Linked DNA regions of Zea mays: region 1 is linked to region 2. A link is a contact called in public Hi-C data. All regions are on one chromosome and are shown on one strand. The core of a region is the stretch at or near the end of the contact, and the rest is flanking DNA. Distances in the headings are between cores, read along the strand shown.

Evidence for each region. A called contact is a pair of places that touch in the nucleus more often than the background predicts.
Region 1: a contact with region 2 is called in a Hi-C map of tassel, with 2.6 times the contacts expected there. The contact joins the promoter of LOC103648466 here to the promoter of LOC100285780 in region 2. A contact is called at or near these places in 3 of 25 Hi-C or Micro-C datasets (ear and tassel).

What each region holds. Positions count from the first base shown.
Region 1 is chr2:21,530,058-21,537,540 of Zm-B73-REFERENCE-NAM-5.0, reverse strand. LOC103648466 (ethylene-responsive transcription factor ERF023) reads left to right here and starts at 2,087. Exons shown (of 1, transcript XM_020549270.2): 1 at 2,087-3,339. The coding sequence starts at 2,309. The coding sequence ends at 3,067.
Region 2 is chr2:21,354,917-21,362,681 of Zm-B73-REFERENCE-NAM-5.0, reverse strand. LOC100285780 (growth regulator like protein) reads left to right here and starts at 6,118. Exons shown (of 9, transcript NR_182227.1): 1 at 6,118-6,519; 2 at 6,837-6,924; 3 at 7,012-7,088; 4 at 7,158-7,253; 5 at 7,343-7,532.

The sequences.
Region 1 (7,483 bases), core at 838-3,337, 180 kb before region 2:
TGAGAGGCTATCCGTTCTCCGGTTGGTGTAAGAAAATGACCACTCGTATGGAAGTTATATGCGGATGGGTTAGTATTAACCACTCTTTACGTAGCTAATAATACGTTGGGGTTAGTTGACGTACTAACCGCTGTCGTCCATTGGCCGCCGTTGAGCACGCGTCGGAGTCCCTTCAACTGGCGCTCGCGCGCGATCGAGTCATTTCAATGGCGTTTCTCGTTCGTCCTTCTGGCTCTTGGCTTCTGTCACGTCCCCGGTTTGTCTCTCACTCCATCGCCACAGCCACTCAGATGCACGGAGGACCAAGCGGTTTCGCATGACTAGCTGGTCCACGTCATAAATTAATTGTCGTAATCGTATCATTTTCATCTGTGTGCTTGATGAATAAAGTGAGACTAGCTACATGATGCATGGCAGGGCAGAATGCAGAGGAAGGTCAAGTTAGAACCGAAGCAAGGCCCGCGCCGGCCGTCTTAATCTCTGTTCTCGGTCGCTCTTTAATTGCCGTCCACAGGATAGGCGCAGCTGAACGTGCTTTTTCTAGACCGTCTTTCTCGCTTTATACAGTCGCTCTCGCGCTGCACACACCCGTAGTTAACAATTCTAACGATCGCCTTGGCTTTCGTGCTAAGATTTTGGTTGATACTATATAGCATGTGCTTTTGACCAGGCGGAATTGACGTGTTAAATTACTGCGAGCTACGTCTATCCCTGTGATGATTGGTTCGGATCCAGGAGCTGCTTTGAACGTGTATCTAATCTAATGGTAATGGCACTGGCCGCTATATAGGAGGAGTACTACAAATCTACAGTACGTGTCCTGGCCTCGCTAGTGACGTCAGGACTTGTTCTTCTTTGCGTCACACCGTTTTCTCGGGGGAAAAGTTCATGGAGTAGTACGTTCTTGGCGCAAGAAAGGTTCATGGAATTCAGACACTCCGACTGTCTTTGGCTATTATTTCCCTTTGGCTATCAATAATTTTCCCCCTTTTTTGTAGCCTGAATGACAAGTTATCGCTAATTAAATCACGCGCTCACGAGAAATATGGCACGAGCTTTATATGTGTAGGGCCTGTATTTGTCAGTGTCACAGTTGCAGTCTCTCACTAAACAATCATCGGACCAAGCGAAAAGCTGCAGGCTGCAGAGAGCCGAAAGGCCGAGATGATTGCTCCACTCTCCAGCTTTTTTTTCTCTCTCTCTCTCTCAGACGAGTTTCTGTCGTGTCCGATCGGTCGCGAATTAAAGAAAAGCTCAAAAAGGCGCTGGAGTGTGATCTGAGGAAGCATCGTTCTGTCTCTCAATTGGTGTCACGAGTTCCTCCCCGGCGCGTATTTTTTAAATGCCCTCTCCCCGGAATCTGGCAGTGTTTATATTGATTATTTCGCTGCATGGATCGTCCCCTGATACACAAACACACACACAGACGCGTAGATGCAGTAGTTTATCATTTCAGGTTTCAGCAAAGGAGACTGCTTTTTATTTTGCTTTGCACTTATTTCCTTCCATCCTGCTTTTCCCAACAAACGCTGCTCGTTGACACGGCTGGCATTTCCCTCGTTGCCATTGTATAATGAAACTAATATACTGTGTATGTTTATTGTAACACAAGCTAATGCTGCATGGATCTCTGAACTGAAACGAGGGATTTGGTGCAGTTTAATACTCGGCGCACGGCCCTCGCACTGGTACGGAGGCTGCCTTTCCTTGCCTGGGGGATACGATGCCATTTGCAGCTTACTTTAATCATCCAATCGACCAATCCAGTGGAAGCAACGCACTCCCACATACTCTCACATTTTGCACGAACGCGTGCTGTGCGCTGAGTGGGGGCATGCTGCTGCCTGAGACCAATAAACAACCGGGATCAAATGTGGGGTCAGCACTTCAGACTGACCACTGACCGTCAGAGAAGCGCGTAGGCGTAGTACAACAACAACCTCTTGGCCGGGCGGGTTTGCTTGCTCTCCCCTGCGCTTTTATTTGTTTTTTTTTTCAATGCCATTCACATTTCTCTGAAGAACCAAAAGAGATATGACACTCCAATTCCGGTTTCCACATTGACTTTCAGAGACGACGCGTCCGAGTGTAGCCTGTCGCTGATCCATATATATATGGCATGCGAATGGTAGTACCTCACATATCGCAGTCACCAAGTGCAGACAACTCACGGTTTGGGGTTCTAAGTTGCAGAAGCCAGAGAGAGACACTACTTGGACGTGATCATCAGCAAGCAGCGAACAGCTATTAAAGGTTCACCCGATCGCCATCGTCACACTCGTCACGTCACGCGTCGTCGTCGCCGTCGATGGAGCACGAGCAGGTGTCGCCTCAGGTGTCCGACGGCTGCACCTGCACCTGCACCTACAGCAGCAGCAGCAACGCCACCAGCGGCTCCCTCAACGGCTCGTCGTCGCCGACCTCCAGCGACGACTCCGGCGGCAAGGGCACGAATAAGCGGCCGCGCAGGGACCTGAAGCACCCGACGTACCGCGGCGTGCGCATGCGGGCCTGGGGCAAGTGGGTGTCCGAGATCCGGGAGCCGCGCAAGAAGTCGCGCATCTGGCTCGGCACGTTCGACAACCCGGAGATGGCCGCGCGGGCGCACGACGCCGCCGCCGTCGCCATCAAGGGCCGCGCCGCGCACCTCAACTTCCCCGACCTGGCGCACGACCTGCCCCGCGCCGCGTCCGCGGCTCCCAAGGACGTGCAGGCCGCCGCCGCGCTCGCCGCGGCCACTGTGCCGGCTCCGTCACCCGTCGTCGCCCCGTCCTGCGGCCACGGCCACGGCCTCGACGACGATGCCGACACCGAGACGGAGGAGGACCTGCCGCCTCAGCAGGCAATGCCGGAATGCGAGAGCGGGAACCAGCAGGCTCAGCTTCAGCTGGCCTGTGCCGACATTGGAGTTGGACTGGGCTATACGTTCTTGGACGTGCCAGACGGCCTTCTGGACTTCGGCTACATGTTGTCGCCGCTGCCGCTGCCGGCTTACTGTGGCTCGCCGTGGGACGACATCGCCGATGACCTCTGCTTCGAGGAGCCCTTGCTGCTTTGGGAACATTGACCATCCAGGACTAGCCAACTTCGTCCATATCGTCCACGAGATTCTTTGTTTCTCTTGGTCAACACATTACTGACCGGGGAGTACTAGCTAACCTTGTCGTCGCTGTGATGCGAGCTAACTATTTTTGCAAAAATCATTTGTACTTACACTGAATTCGTACTTCTCGGTTTTTTTCCTTCGTACCGAGTTTACGTCGGTTACGATGGTCTTACCGAGTTTATAGTGAGCTTTGCACCTATATAAATTATAAACTGAAGAGCCCGATTGGATTACTGTATATGCAGCAAATTCTATCTATAGAAGAGTTTCTTTCTAGCAGTCTCCTTCAATCACAAATTAACCAAGTTAAGATTAAGATGAAAATTTCTGCAACTGTGTTCATAGACCTTTTGTAAAGCTATCAATTATCTGATCTTTAAATGATATCGACCGGACTTAAAACATCTTATGTGCTACATGTTTAGCTTACTATAAAAATTGGATTTTGTTGGCGTCGATTTAGGCGCCAGTCATTAACGAGGGTACCGACGGTGGTGCTCTCTGCAGCGCACGGACGGTACACGGTCTAGGGCCGGACGGTCCAAATGTACGCAGGGGCAGAGAAACTACCGGAATTAGCTACTTTGCCGTGTCTCAGACACACGACAAAGGCTATTTTACACTCGGTAAAGGCTTTGCCGAGTGTAACACTCGGCAAAGAACGCTCGGCGAACTGTACATCGGCAGCGATCTCTTTGCTGAGTACTTTTTGTCGGGCACTCGGCAAAGAATTTGCCGAGTGTCGTTGACACTCGGCAAAAAAAAGTCACTGTCACGGCGCCAAGTGACGGTGACGGATCCTTTGCCGAGTGCCTCCTCTGACACTCGGCAAAGAGGAAATTTTGCCGAGTGCCTGCTACCATGGCCCTCAGCAACGACGGGTCCAGTGGGCCCCACCGTCAGTCCCTGTGTCGAGAGCTCTCGTAGGCACTCGACAAAGGAGGACTCTTTGCCGAGTGTCTAGTGGACCGGCACTCGGCAAAGAGTCCTCCAGTGGGCCCCTTTGCCAGTCCCTTTGCCGAGTGCCTTGGCAACAACACTCAGCAAAGATGGCTTTGCCGGTTCCCAGGTTTCCTTCTTTGCCGAGTGCCATGGTCAGCACTCGGCAAAGATGGCTTTACCGGTTCCCAGGTTTCCTTCTTTCCACAAATGATACATGTAGGTCTACATAGTGTAGGAACATACCATAAAAAGTTTGGGAGACAAAATCAAAAAAATACAAATATACTTTGCCGAGTGTCTATAGAAGACACTTGGCAAAGAGTCTTTTGCCGAGTGCCCAATATGTGGCACTCGGCAAAGAAGCCTCTTTGCCGAGTGCCAGCAGTTGGCTCTCGGCAAAGACTAACGGCCGTCAGCTTTGGGACGGCCGCTGACGGCCCTTTGCCGAGAGCCCCCTTTGCCGAGTGTTTGACACTCGGCAAACTTGTCTTTGCCGAGAGCCCCCTGTGTCGAGTGTTCAGCACTCGGTAAAGGGGCTCTTTGCCAAGAGCCTAACTTTGTCGAGTGCGGCACTCGGCAAAGAATACAACACTCGGCAAAGCCTGCGATTCCGGTAGCGAGACGTTCGCCAACAACATCTAGATCTCACCCCGGGAGAGACCCTGTCAGGGAGGTGAGATACTAGGATTTATCTTGGGATCGACAAGCCACAAAAAACGCCTTCAGACGATGTATAGCCGAAGACATGTGAATATATAGACGAAGAACACTACTTTACTGCTACTCCTAGGGCAAAAGGTAAGGTAATGGAAGATAGTTTGATTTCGTTCGAGTGTTGGTGTCCGCAATAGGCCGTACCTCTTCATATATATAGAGAGAGGTCTGGACCCGTTTCTAGGCGTCCCTCAACAAAATCCATAGGTTTAGGTGGATAAACACACATGGAAAGAGGGATTAAACTGCTTTCTCTGATCTAATCGCGGATTGTTCGCGCCTAGGGGCGGTGAGAGCACCTAGAGGGGGGGTGAATAGGTGATCCTGTGAAACTTAAACTTATAGCCACAAAAACTTATTAGGTGTTAGCACAATAATCACCAAGTGGCTAGAGAGAAGGTCTTGCACAATACGATAATCACAAAGAATTCAACACAGAGAAGACACAGTGATTTATCCCGTGGTTCGGCCAAGTACAAAACTTGCCTACTCCACGTTGTGGCGTCCCAACGGACGAGAGTTGCACTCAACTCCTCTCAAGTGATCCAATGATCAACTTGAATACCACAGTGTTATGCTTTTCTTTTCAATATCCCGTTTGCGAGGAATCTCCACAACTTGGAGCCTCTCGCCCTTACACTTTTGATGTTCACAAAGAATCACGGAGTAAGGAAGGGAAGCAACACACACAAATCCACAGCAAAATGCGCACACACACGGCCAAGAATCGAGCTCAAAAGACTATCTCAAAGTTCTCACTAGAACGGAGCTCGAATCACTGAGAATGACAAACGAATGCGCAAAGACTGAGTGTGGATGATCAAGAATGCTCTAAGGTTGCTTGGTGTACTCCTCCATGCGCCTAGGGGTCCCTTTTAAAGCCCCAAGGCAGCTAGGAGCCGTTGAGAACAAATCCAGAAGGTCATCCTTGCCTTCTGTCGTCGGGCGCACCGGACAGTCCGGTGCACACCGGACACTGTCCGGTGCCCGATTTCCTTCCTTAAATGGCGAAGCCGACCGTTGCAGATGCGGGAGCCGTTGGCGCACCGGACATGTCCGGTGCCCCCTTCCGACCGTTGGCTCGGCCACGTGTCCTGCGCAGATCGCGCGGTCGACCGTTGGCCCGGCCGACCGTTGGCTCACCGGACAGTCCGGTGCACACCAGACAGTCCGGTGCATTTTAGCCGTACGCCGTCGGCAAATTCCCGAGAGCGGCCACTTTATGTCGAGTCAGCCTGGCGCACCGGACACTGTCCGGTGCACCACCGGACAGTCCGGTGTGCCAGACCGAGCTGAGTCTTGGCTTACCACAGCCAAGCCTTTTCCACCTCTTTTCTTTTCTTCTTCTTTCTGTTTCTAACACTTAGACAAGTAGATTAGTACACAAAACCAATGTACTAAGGCTTAGAAACATACCTTTACTCTTGATTTGCACTTTGTCCATCCATGAGCATAAATTCACATTTAAGCACTTGTGTTGGCACTTAATCACCAAAATACTTAGAAATGGCCCAAGGGCACATTTCCCTTTCAATCTCCCCCTTTTTGGTGATTTATGCCAACACAACATAAAGCGACTAGAACAAGTGCAATATCACTTCAAATAGAACTCAAATTTATTTTGATTCATTTTGGCATATATGGATCATCCTTTGCCACCACTTGGTTTGTTTTGGCAAATCAAACTCAAATCTCTATCTCTAAGTCAAACACACATGTTGAAGCATAAATAGAGTCATTCCAAAAGAGATTGATCAAAGATTTCAAAAACTCCCCCTATTTCCCATAATCAACACTTCTCCCCACAAGAGGCCAACTTTTGACAAAAGAGACAATGCAAGACAAAACAAAAAGCTCTATTTTACTATTTTCAAAATTTCTCAAGTGGTAGCTGATCCATTTATTGCTTTGGCCTTTATTTTCTCCCCCTTTGGCATCAAGCACCAAAACGGGATCAATCTTGGCCCTATAACCCCATTGCCTCACCAAAGTCTTCAATTAAGATCAAATGGCAATAAGAGTTCATGAGATGAACTTGGAATAAGTTACCCTCTCATCGGAGTGCAGTGGAAGTCTTTCATGGTCCAAGTCCACCTTTTCCCTTTCAATCCTCCTTCGAGACTAAATCATCAAACTCAAGCACATGGTTAGTCTCAAAGGGTCAAGTTGTAACACATCTCCCCCTAAACATGTGCATCACTTTGCAACGGACTTGTGAGGTCCAGGGAGTGTTTGTACAACTTGAGCACCATAATAAGCAACAAAATGCAGAAAGGAACATGATCATAAGACATAAACACATGTATGCTACAATTCAATCCAAGTTCCGCGAATCTAAGACATTCAGCTCACTACGCAACCTGCAAAAGGTCTTCTCATCTAGAGGCTTGGTAAAGATATCGGCTAGCTGGTTCTCGGTGCTAACATGAAACACTTCGATATCTCCCTTTTGCTGGTGGTCTCTCAAAAAGTGATGCCGGATGTCTATGTGCTTTGTGTGGCTGTGCTCAACAGGATTTTCCGCCATGCGGATAGCACTCTCATTATCACATAGGAGTGAGACTTTGCTCAGATTGTAGCCAAAGTCCCGGAGGGTTTGCCTCATCCAAAGCAGTTGCGCGCAACACTGTCCTGCGGCAACGTATGTAACGCCCTGAATTTGGGGGTAGAATTTTTTTCTTCTTGTCTCTCACCAAATTCAGGCGTTACCCTTTTCTTTTC
Region 2 (7,765 bases), core at 4,869-7,368:
GGTCAAGACTACGTATTGTGTATTTGTGTGGTTGAGACTTGTATGTGGATGTAAATGAACAATTGTGTGTTTAACTTATATATATTGTGTGGTCAAAACTTATGAGTGGACATGTATGATCAATTTCGTGTGGATAAGACTATGTATTATGTACTGTCGGTACCCTAAAACAGGGGTACCCCTTACTACAGTATGAAGACGTGGTGCCCGCGCGGCTATCTCTAGTCACGTGGTGAATAGCACCCGACCCCACCACATGGACAGCTCCGGGGCCGCCATGTGGCCAGAGAAGACAATATCCTCCAAGGTACCAACAGTGGGTTCGAACCCCCATAGGAAAGTATCTGGCCTCCAGGCAAGGTCCAGGACCTCCAGGGGTACAAACCGGACCCCTGGGACGGGTCCCGGACCCCTCTGTGTGGGGTCCGGACCACTCACAGCAGGGTCCCGGGATTCTGAGACAAAAAATACCCAGACCTTAATCAAGGCTAGGCGGGGGTCCGGAGCTGACACGTGTCCGGACCATACCACGTACGCCTCTGCTCCCCGCTCAGGCGGAGCCCAGATGCTGCCACGTGGCCTACTGTCCATGACGTAAGCCAGCGGGCGGAGCCTGACGTAAGGCCTCTGAGCCGCGCGGTCTCTGCATTTATTGCGGATAAGGCGCGCCGCCTGTCCATTCCACTGGCAGGCGATGTGCCGCCTCGGTATTAAATGAGCCCTGTCCACTCCACTGAACATGCGATGTGCCACCTCAGCATTTAATGTGCCCTGTCCACTCCGCTGACGGACGGTGACCAGGCCATCCTGCAGACGACGTGCCTGTCCATTCCATTGGCAGGCAGTACGCCCGTGCTGTGGCGTACACTGTGCTCATCATGATTCGCGCGTTACCTAGGAAGCAGCTGCGAGATATTAATACTATATGCACTACGGACATTATGGCGCTCGGAGATCTCCTGGGCGACACTTGCGTTGGATACTTCTATATGTATTCCCTCCATTTTGCTCCTGGGCCCACATGTCGGGGCTCAGCACCCTTGTACGTGCCCCCTTGAGCTATAAAAGGGAGGCCACACGACGTTACAAGGTAGCTTGACTCAGACCCAACTTAGACACTCAGACTCACAAGTTCAAACAAGCTTTCAAGCTCAATACAGCACACAGTGGAGTAGGGTATTACGCCCCGGCGGCCCGAACCACTCTAAACCCTTGTGTGTTCTTGTGTTCATCGTCCACCTAGCAAACAGGCAAAACGCTTAGGCCCCTTCTCATCTTATGATTTAGAGCGGGTGCGTTCCGCCACCCGGCCGGAGAATTTCCTCTCCGACATGTACTTATGTGATTGAATTTTTTTTGTGGATGTAAATGAACAATTGTATGTTGTTAGGACTTATTTATTGTAATCTTTTTCGATTTAAGTTATTGTTTTTGCCGATCGATTTAAAGATATTTTATCCAGATTTATCTGTTTTTGATATACCGGAATATACCGGCTGTAATCGACATACCGAACAAAATTTATACGGATGAAAATCGTAAGAGAGTTTTTCGGACCATTTTCACGAACCAGCATCCATTTTCACGCTGTTAAGGCTGGCTCCAATAACGGATAGCCATATTGCCCAGCCATTTTCCTGTTTACCTACACTCTGCATTTTACATGGACAGCGATAGGCGTCTAGTTTGCAACAAGGAAGCCAAATTGGCTGTGACCGATGGCCCATTTGCTTTCGCGCCAAATCACCGAAGCATCCTGCTCGTCGATTCCCTCACAGGGTCCCAGCTGACGGTTGTCAGAGGGAAATGCCTAGCGTGTCAATGCCAGCCAATTTGACTCTTCTCTCCTTCCATGTATTTTGCCCGACCGAGATAGCTGCCTTATTGGAGGCGCTACAGTCCTAGTTGAGCAACTAAACTAGCTTTGCCTGGTCTGATAGCTGGCCTCAGGCCTCAGCCAGCCTAAGGAGACCAACCCGATCGAGTATACCGCGCTGGGTGCAAGCTGATGCCAATCTCTCACGATATATGGCCCGTTAGGCTAGGTGTTAGTGCAATGGCCCTAACTAATACATAATAACAGAATTAAATACATGTACATATCAGATTTACACAGAATTAATACCAAATTTACACAGAATTAACCACAGGATTCACACACATTGATTCACACAGAATTACACAAACACATATATGAAATGACTATTTGGAGCTGTTAGTGCAATGGCCGCCTCATTAAAAACCTTCTTAGGTAAAAACTCACACCTCGTGAGAAAACCCTAAGAAGGAAAAAAGAGTGCGGCCCAGCTCCTAAGTTTATAAATCATTACAGTCCATTACAGTGTACAGTCCATTACAACTCATAAGACATTAAGACTAGTAGGTTGCAAGACTAAGCATTTCAATCATCCCTAGCTGATTGTGTTGCTGGATCATCAAGCCACAGGTTGTCGTGCTCATCTTCAAGTTCTTTTGTGTCTTCCTCCACACTGTGTTGTAGGTGACCATCAGCAAGTTCCCAATCTTTGATGCAGGATAATATCTCTACCATATCAGGAGCTAGACGACGTCGACGCTCTTCAATTACCCTGCCAGCAAGACTAAATGTAGACTCAGAGGAAATAGTAGAAGCTGGCACTGTCAAGACATCTTTAGCTAGTAGTGAAAGAATAGGATAAGTTAACTTATGCTGATGCCACCAAGAAAGGACATTGAAGTCCTCATCAAACTCAGTGATAGTATCACTGTCTAAGTAAGAAGCTAACTCAGAGGTAGATGCAACAGTAGAGATAGCTTGAGGGGTTGAAGAAGAACCTGATCTCCTTCCCAGAGGAGTAGAGAACTCACCATCAAGGTCATCATCACCATAAATGTCATCCCATGCCATTTTTTTCTTACCAGATAAGTGGGATGATGGTTGGTGGGCGCCACGCATGCGTGTGTCACCAAATTTGGTCTCATACAACTGAAATACTTTGGTTAGCTTAGTACGAACATCAAATGGAAGCCTAGAGTAATCAGTACCAGTTAAACTAGATAACTTGATAAGGACTTTGTTAAAACCCCTCATTTTAGCTCTAGGATCCAAAATAAAAGCAACTGCATATAAAATTGGAATGTCTCTCCAGTACTTCAAGAATTTATCTTTCATAGGAACAACAGCACATCTTAGCAATATATCATTCTCAAATGCATTTAGATGTCTAGCTATCCTCAGAATGTGATGCAACATTAAAGTAGCAGTTGGATAGTAGACACCAGACAATGCAACAGTTGATTCATAAAATAATTCTAAGAAAGATAACACTTTTTCAGCAATTGCCCAATGGTTATCAGTGAGTAAAGGAGTCCCATCTTCATTCAAAGGATACTGGGTTTTGATAAAAACAGAGAAGGTGGACTTGTGTGGTAACAAGTGTTTAATCATTAAATAGGTAGAGTTCCATCTAACATCCATGTCAACACCAAATTTACGAGGGCGAATAGCCATACTCATACAATAGCTTTTGTATGCAGCTATACGTTGATTAGATGCATTTAAAAATGTTATAGCAGTTCTAAAGTCATCAAGATATGTTCTGATAGGATCCAAACCAGCTTTAACAATTAGATTAATAACATGACATGAACAACGTTGATGCAAGAACATAGTAGACAATTCATCATCAGATGCATCAATACCAAGGCTACTATCAGGAACAGGTACACCAAGGTAACCACACAAGAAAGGTCTTAGAAATTTCATGGCAACATTATTTGAGGAAGCATTATCCAAAGTTATAGCAAACACTTTTTCAGTTAAACTATACTCATCAATAACAGTAGCTACAAGATTAGCAATGTTAGCACCACTATGCTTGCCATCAATGAGCCTAAGTGCAAGCAATCTTTTTTCTAATTCCCACTTAGAATTAACAAAATGAGCTACTACGCTTAAGTAATCCTCCTTTGCCTTGCCAGACCAAATATCAGAAGTAAGACAAACAGAACCAACATCATTTTTAAAAGTTCCAATTAAGTTCACCATACGTTCATTATAAAATTTAACCATGTCCCTGGCAGTGGTCTGTCTAGAAACATGCACAAATCTAGGATTGTGAGAACGATTGATATAACATTGAAAAGCAGGAGTAGAACCATGCCATAAAGGAAGGTCATCCCTAGCAATCAAACGACATAGTTCAGTCCTAGCAATAGAAGCAGAGTACTCCCAACGTTGCAAAGTACCGTCAGCATTGTACTTAAGCACAGATTGGACTTGCCCACAGCGTTCATGTGCTTTCTTAGCAGGGCAATTATGACGAAGCAAATGACCAGTACCAGAAGTAGAACGAGCACTAAGAGTTTGCTTACAGTGCTTGCAACGAGCAGCATACCTGACTTTTTTGCCATCCACAATCTTAGTCAATTCATCAAAGTCATTCCAGCACTTGGACCTTTTCTTTGAGTGCGAGTTGCTTCCACCAGCATCAGGATCAGGGACTAACTCTGGCAGGCTTGTGGAGCCTGTGCCAGTCCCTACTGCAGAGCCAGCGACAGTATCGATATGAATAGGATCTCCATGGGTTTCATTCTCACCGAAACCAATGAAGAACCTAGCATCCTCAGCCTCATTAAAGTCCTCGAGCATGCGCTCCTCCTCCTCTGCAGCCGCTATTGCGTCAAGGTCCATGAGCTACAACGTACAGTCGGCTCCGGCTACCTCAACGGCTACAAGGTTCAAAGCAAAAAAATGGAGGCAGTGAGGACTGACTGACTGAGGAGTGAGCCAGTGACAAGGTTCAAAGCAACTATCCACATGATTACAAGAATTAAATGCTAAAATTAAACATACCTTTCGAAGCTGGAGCACCAGAGACGACGGAACGGAGCCAAGGTCCGAGGAGCAGCCGAGCAGAGGCGCAGATCGACCAGCAACAGCAAGCAAGGACCAGCCGAGCACCAGAGAAAGTCGGGCAACCGGACAGGTTAGATTAGAATAGAAGGAGGACGAGAATGGGAGGAAAATGAAAACAGAACAAAATTAAAGATGTCCAAGCAGCCAGCAGGGGCACTACAGCACCAGTGAGGCAGCGAGGAGTGACTGAGTGAGCCAGTGACCATACAGGGGCACTACAGCACAAGGCGCAGAGCAGCGGACCACCGGACCGGCGGACCGGAGACAGAGAAGAATCAGTAAGCCAGGAAGGGAATCACGCACCAACGAGGAGCACGGAGCACCAGTCGTCCAGCTGTGAAGGCGTGAAGCTACAACTCGATCCGATGAGGCGAGGAGCACCAGCCGACCAGCGAGGAGCACCAACGATGAACGAGGATCACCAATCACCAGATCCGAATGGGATTGGGGGTTAGGGTATCACCAATCACCAGATCCGAATGGGATTAGGGTTAGGGTTAGGAACAGGGAGACGTAGGGAGGGAGGAGAGGGAGTCAGGGAGCACCAGAGACGTCAGAGGTGGCGCGCCGTCGGCCGTCGACGGTGGGAGGACCGGAGGAGGCAGCAGGGCGACGGCGAGGCACGGGCAGCCGCCGGGAGCACGAAAATCGCCAAGCACAACCGGGGGGAGTGAGACTCGGGAGTCAGGAGACGGGGCGGCGACCTGGGCGAGTCCGCGAGTGGGAGGGGGGATACGGACGCGGGTTAGGTTTTCCATTTTTCTGAGATGGGGCGCGGGCCGTTAACGGGCCGACCTACTTTCCGTGCCGGGCCGGGCCGAAGCACGTGGGCCGCTTATGCCGCCCAAACCCGGCACGCGGATCGGGCCGGGCCGGCCCGGGCACGATTGGAATCGGGCCGTGCCGTGCGTGGGCCGGGCCAAAACCGTGCCGGGCTGCGGGCCAAATGGGCAGCCCGCACCGTTTGGACATCTATAGCCTCAGCCAGCCTAAGCAGACCAACCCGATCGAGTATACCGCGCTGGGTGCAAGCTGATGCCAATCTCTCACGATATATGGCCCGTTAGGCTAGGTGTCAGTATGGGCTGCATTCAGGTATCGAACGAGGAGACCCATGTAAAAAGAACCACGACGGGTCAAGAGAGATGTGGACTAACTAACTACGGCCCATTAATGAAACTCAGCCCACCTACGTACGGTTCGTCACGCTCCACTCTCCAGACCCCGGTCCCGTTCCCACGCGGAGCCGCGGACACACCTTCCTCCTCCTCCCGTCGCCATGGACGTCTGCTCCTCCACGATCTAGCCTGTGGCTATTGGTTAGCACGCCGGCGCCGGCGCCGGCGACCCTAAAGGGAGCGTTGACGTTGTATCCCGAGATTTTATGCTCTAAGCTTTCGAGCCGCGTCATGGGAAGGAAGCCTGACGCGGTAGCCAAATCGTATCATTCCGGTGGCGGCGGCGCTGCCGCCTCCTCGCCGAGGGCAGCGAGGAAGGCGTCGCCTTCTCCGGTGTTCCTGGGAACCGCGCTGTTCGTTCTAGGGTTTGTGTCCCTCTTTACGGGACACGTGGTCACCGACGCTGACTGGGCGCGGATCCGCAGTCGATGGCGACCTAAACAGGTAATTTGTTGCAGACTTGACTGCTGTACTGTCTAATTCCACAAATTTTGTCGTTGCGTGGTCTCTTCCGTGTTATAGCCTGATAGAAGTGAAAGAAGAAAGTTCTTTTTGAGCCGCTTGAGGAACAATTTGAGGAATTGAGTGCAAGGGTTTAGTATTTTCTGGCATTGCCAAGTTTCACTAGGAACGTCGTTTAAATTGTATTTTTGTTATGCCTTAAATGTTCTCTATACTGTTTTTGAGACTTCGAATCTGAATATTATCTCGTCTTGGTTGATAATTACCGACTGGCCATTTACAATCTTGAAAATGTGCAGCATAGAAACTACGAACCTATCGATATTTGGGAATCCAAGTATTCCAGCATGTACTACGGATGCAGCGAGAGAAGCACGGGTTTCAGATGTTAGTTTGTATAGTTAGTCACTTCTTCTCTTGAACTAAAACTTTGGCGAAAAAATGACCATCTGGTTTTCCATGTTCATCTTTCAGCTGCTGTGCCAGAGAACAGTTCCACTGGTTACTTGTTGATTGCTACTAGTGGGGGCCTGAATCAGCAGCGCATAGGGGTATGATTGCCTTCCAATGTCTGGTTGATTTGTTTTTATCATCCCTTGTGTTACCTTTATGATGTTCAGCTTGCAGATAACAGATGCTGTTGTAGTTGCCTGGATTTTGAATGCCACACTTGTTGTACCTGAGTTAGACCACCACTCGTTCTGGAAAGACGACAGGTGAATTGAGAACTAGAATTCTAGAAATTACAGGACGTTTGCTGAATGTTACTGTTCCAAAATGGCTTGACTTCAAATTTCGTATGCAGTGACTTCTCTGACATTTTTGACGTGGAGTGGTTCATTTCCCACCTATCGAAGGATGTAACTATTGTCAAAAGGATCCCTTATGAAGTAATGTTGTCAATGGATAAACTACCATGGACTATGCGCGCACCTAGGAAATCGGTGCCTGAGTTTTATATTGATGAAGTTCTGCCAATACTCATGCGAAGGCGAGTAAGTAACCTGCAAAACCTGTGTAATGGCCTGGAACTTATCTTGCATATTGTTTGATTACAATATTTTGGCTGGCTGGGTGTTAAGATGAGCAGTAGATAATAGTTTATCTTTTGCATGGTTCAAAAAACTCGACCTGCGGGGTAATACAACCTCGGACATTATATTAAGAAAAAGATCTCACGCAGATTGAGAAAATCCCGAACCCTTGTCTCACCCATGCACAATGGCAC